Linked DNA regions of Danio rerio: region 1 is linked to region 2. Evidence: chromatin contacts called from public Hi-C data. All regions are on one chromosome and are shown on one strand. The core of a region is the stretch at or near the end of the contact, and the rest is flanking DNA. Distances in the headings are between cores, read along the strand shown. Region 1 holds the start of cstf1 (cleavage stimulation factor, 3' pre-RNA, subunit 1). Region 2 holds the start of phf2 (PHD finger protein 2).

Evidence for each region. Hi-C and Micro-C count contacts between places; a contact is called where the count stands out from the background.
Region 1: a contact with region 2 is called in a Hi-C map of an unstated tissue, with 2.1 times the contacts expected there. The contact joins the promoter of cstf1 here to the promoter of phf2 in region 2.

The regions. Positions count from the first base shown.
Region 1 is chr11:29,933,739-29,936,438 of GRCz12tu, reverse strand. It overlaps cstf1 (cleavage stimulation factor, 3' pre-RNA, subunit 1), which reads left to right and starts at 1,406. Exons shown (of 6, transcript NM_001328559.1): 1 at 1,406-1,454; 2 at 1,782-1,971. The coding sequence starts at 1,803. eif4g3a (eukaryotic translation initiation factor 4 gamma, 3a) reads left to right here. Exons shown (of 34, transcript XM_689398.10): 34 at 1-105.
Region 2 is chr11:29,799,222-29,801,921 of GRCz12tu, reverse strand. phf2 (PHD finger protein 2) reads left to right here and starts at 1,407. Exons shown (of 22, transcript NM_001202418.1): 1 at 1,407-1,927. The coding sequence starts at 1,830.

The DNA.
Region 1 (2,700 bases), core at 157-2,656, 130 kb before region 2:
AGTCAGAACATTGTCAGGATTGCTCAGTGTTCTTGTAATGAAGACCTGCAGAGGACGTGTAAAACTTGTAAATACATTAAAGAGACAAAAAATGAGATTTAAAAATGAACACGATGCTTGTGCTGTTTGTTTTCGGAGGAAGGAATATAATTGTTGCGGTCTCTGTGTTCTGGATGTCCAGCTTAAACAGACGATTTGCTCTCTACCTTATTGGTGTTCAAATGGTAATAATTCATTCATTTTCCGTCAGCTTAGTCCCTTTATTTATTAGGGGTTGCCACAGCAGAATAGACCGCCAATTATTCCAGCATACGTTTTACTCAGCGGATTCCCTTCCAGCTGCCACGCAGTACTGGGAAACATCCATACACACTCATTTCCACACATACACACAATTTAGTTTATTTAATTTACCTATAGCGCATGTCTTTGGACTGTGAGGGAAACCGGAGAACCCAGAGGAAACCCACACCAACACTGAAAGAACATGCAAACACAAAAACGAAAATTGACCTCACTGTGAGGCGACAGTATTAACTACTGAGCCATCATGTCGCCCCAAATGGTAATAATAATAATTTATAATATTTTTTGATTATAAAAATGATGAGGAAAAGACAACATTCAATTTGTTTTACTTTTAAAGCTCATAATATTTGCCCAAGAATTTCATAAATAAGTACAATTTAAATAGTGAACAAATTTCAAAACTTACAAATATTATAAGTTGTTGATAAGAACAAGAATGTTTGCATTTTTAATGTATGTTTGAGGAAATAAAATAATAACAAAAAAAAATATATTACATTTTCCCTAAATATTTGAGCAAAATGATATATGTGGATAAGTAAGCATTTTATAAAAGGTTTTTGGGTTCGGGATATCCATCATGAACAGATAATTGGCTGTTTTTTTCCTCATTTTTGATCAAGGACAAATCAAATAGTAAAAGTCAATAAAAATTTACATCAAATCAGAAAAATACTATTTGATAATATTATAATATAGTGATATGTCATATAGTGATAAGTTCACGTTTTCTTTAATATTTGGGAATCAACTAATTGATGTATAAACAAGAACAATATGAAAAGTGTAAATGTTTGTCAAGAAATCTTGAAAATGTGTTTATTTTCACACAAGTTCTGTCTCCTTTGCCCTTAAATGATACAAAATGCCGTCACTAACGTGTGTCCGTTAATTCAAAGTATATCAACTTAATAATTGATAAGCATATCTGCAGATCAGGTAGGCTATATTAAAATGAAAATTTTATTCGCATTATGTTTTTATATTAATATATTGTCAGTTACAAAGAGAGCATTTACCAAAATTCAATGAAAACCTTTAGTCGAGCTTTTATTTTGACACATTTAGAGACTTTTAATTTAACGGGTTTACGTGTACGTCTTGACGTAAGACGCACAGAACGTGTGCGCACATCCCTTGAAGTGGTAAGTCGTCGATTTTGTGCAACTTTAAATGAATGATACTCACTTTGTATCGTATTTATTGCTCACTTCAAACCTTAATTCTTACTTAACGCAAAAGCAGACACTGGATACATTTTATACGTCGCATGTAATACAAGCTGTTTTATAACGTTAGCTATAAAGATTTAACGTACACAACAATGGCTGTGTTTTGAATCCATGTAACGTTACCTTAAGTTTCATACTTAAACAGCTTTTTAAAACCGCCACCAAGCGTGTTGTCTTGTTAGGCAGCTCGAAAACACAAAACTATCTGCTAACAAGGCGTTTTATCTTCCTCCTCTAAAGTGCAGGCATCAAGCAGTCAAGATGTTTCGACCCAAACCCACACTGAAGGACAGACAGCATCTGTACAAGCTGATCATCAGTCAACTGCTGTATGACGGATACACCAACATCGCCAACAGCCTCATCAGTGAAGTCAAGCCGCAGAATGTGGTTTCTCCATCAGAGCAGCTCATGCAGCTCGCCAAGATAGGTGAGACTCCAGCACGCACAAATAAACCTTCTCACACTTTTAGTCCATTGGGCTAAAGTTGGTGTTATATTCCCACATTTAGATTTTCTCATTAATAAATAGAATTTCAGACAAGTGTTCTTTGCAAATTCTTTTTTCAATACTTTATTTTTATATCTATTTTTTAAGGAAGAAAAAGAAAAATACAAATAATAAATAATGACAAACAAAAAATACAATAACATATCAGAACTTAAATGAATAGTTGACTGGTCACATATTTCCTTACATGAAAAGCATATAAACATACATATATAGATCAGTTTACAATGTGTAAAGGCGTGAGCACAATCAATTTCTCTCAATATTGCACAGGGTTCATACGGTCATGAAAAACCTGCAAAGTCATGAAATTTCGACAATGCACTTTCCAGGCTTGGAAAAGTTTTTGAAAAACCCACAAGGGTCTGTAAAAGTCATGGTCTCCCTGCAGAGTTTTGTTCCAACACTAGTCAAACAAACCTGAACAAACTAATCAGTGTCTTCAAGATCACTTGAACTCTATAGGGAGGTCTGTTTGAATAGGGTTGGAGCTAAACTGTGCAGGACACCGGCCCTCCAGGACCGAGATTGCCCACCCCTGAGCTAGACACACAGCTGAATGCTATTGGTTTACAGAGATGCTTGTGCACAAGCCAGGAGAATGAAAACAAAGGAACCACCATTTTTAAAAACACAGCCAAGACATTG
Region 2 (2,700 bases), core at 158-2,657:
TGATATAATATTGCATAACTTCCTATTAAAAATATGAATTTAAAAGAGAGCTGTAAGGGGTGTACTTATATATGCTGAGCACTGTATGTGTACATTAATTTTGATGGTCAGATTTCCGGCCTATTTTATTCTGAATTATACAATTTTACCAATTTTTTTGTTGTATAAAAATGAAATTTTCAAAGTGTAATAATTGTGAATATGCTCCAAATTAAATATGGAAATCCTAATAGAAACTTGCATTATTATTTAATTGCAGTCATGCTGTGAGCACAACGTATAAAATTGATTTTATTTACAAATTTGTGTCAAGTCTAAGATGATTTTATGGGCATATACAATATTATAAAAAGTATTTTTATATTAGTAGTAGGAATATATTGAATACAGTATTGATATGACAAACTATTTGTTTAACTGGTAATCTTTAACAAAATTAAGGCTTTATCATTGTGATATCTGATGGAAAATACCAAAACTGTGTAATTGGTACATTGCCCAAATCTACTATTCATTTGCAGTTATATAGCTTTACCTTGTCTCAGAGCTTCTGTTTAATATCTATATATGTTTATTAATAATTGCAACTGATGTAATTTCTCTCTTGTGTGTGTATAAGCTATTTATAGTCCATTTTAATGTCGTAATCTTCTCTGCCATCGAACATTTCCTGCTTGTTCTCATACTATATCATAATTGTAACAAGAGGCAATGCAATCATTTTTCATGTTAAAACAACTACCATAGCAGTAGTTATCAATATGTGGCTATTTTTGGATTCTTGGAAGCTATGGAAATGAAAAATGTAAACAGGAAATACATTAGGGTCATTGTTTACATTCCTCAAAGTGGTCTATATGTATTACTTGTTAATAATTCCTTAATAATAGTTAATAATTACTTTATATATATATATATATATATATATATATATATATATATATATATATATATATATATATATATATATATATTGCTTAAGTCATTTATTCTATAAAAAAATAATTATACAGTATGCACTAAACGTTTTTCATATATATATATATATATATATATATATATATATATATATATATATATATATATTACTTATAAATAGTTCCTTAATATTAGTTAATAATTACTAATATATATATATATATATATATATATATATATATATATATATATATATATATATATATATATATATATATATATATATATGTCATTTCTTCAAAAAATAAATAAATAAATATTTGCACTAAAAGTTTTTCACAGGATAAGTTCTGTCACTTTTGCTTTTAGTTTGCAATATATCTATAGTTAAAAATACAGAGCTCGTCCAGTTTTGAAGTAGCCCTCGGTGCTTTTAATCCTATCGCTCGTATGCCTTATAACCGCATGAGCCCTTATTAACGTGTCACAGACTCTGCTGCAGCTGCTTCGACGGTCGGCTGGAGATCCTGCCGGTGGATTTTCGTCTTTCTCTCGTCCCGGGAAACCCTAAGAAGCAGCCGCAGCGTTTAATGAGCTCCATTCATCTGGACCAGCATGACCGAGGCGATTTTTCCCGTCTTGTAGACTGACGTAACAATATTACAATGAAAGGATGCATTTTCTTGGGCTTCACGAGAGTCTCGGAGCTCGTATAGTCACCAGGGGGCATGAACACGTCAATGCAGCGCGGGAAACATTTTAACATCGCAACGTTGTAACGTCGGATCTGAGGAACGGTCGAATGGACGCAGGAGCAGCTCCGCGGCTCTTCGTATCGCTGTAGTTTGTGTTACGGGAGGTTCCTGCTGCCCCCATCCATCTCTCCGGCTGTTGTTGTGAATTGATCTAACATGGCGACTGTACCCGTGTATTGCATCTGCAGATTACCTTACGACGTAACCCAGTTTATGATCGAATGCGACGCCTGCAAAGACTGGTTTCACGGCAGGTAACCGCATTATTTCGTTCAACTATTTAAGTGTGGGTTTGGATGGAAGCGTTTTGCTCGCGTGCGCACATTTTGTATTGCTCCGAAGAGCGAGGGCCGCTTGAAGAAGAAGGCGGAGTTATATTTAGCTGGCTCGGTTGACACATTTTTGTGAACGCTACAAAAAGATTTGCTAATTCGTAAAGACATTTCGATGTTTTTTTGTGCGATGTGAGCTCGATATGCGTGCATCGCGCGCTTCGGTCGCGTCTCAGACTGGACGCTGTCGTAGTAGAGAGCCGAGTGGGTGTCTGCGAACCCGAGTGGCTTTTCTTTTACACATTTTACGTTCCTTTATGCGCCCTATTCGTTCCGTATCAGTGCTAAAACTGGCTTTGAAATGTGTTAAAACTGTCTCTGTCCGTTCTGGTGTCTGCTAGATGAATAATAGGCTGAATATGAGCCAGACGTTGCAGATTTCAGAGTCCCTCTGCACATTTTTTTAAAACCTGTATGACATCTAGCCATTATCACAGACCGTATTCATCATCATGGTCAAAACCAGTAAGTTCAGATTTATTCGCCCTGTGTGTATGTGTGTGCTGCGAAGCATCGCTGACAGCAGCGCGTAGTCGTAGCAAATGAGTTCAACCCGATCCAATAATGGGAGTCGATCTGTTATTTGTGGGTTTGATCTGAAATTCCCCCCCGCTGATTGTTTTGTTTTCGGAGCGCGAGCGAAATTAGCGCCAGAAACGCGTTTTAATTCTGTTCCGCGAATGTAAACAAAGAAC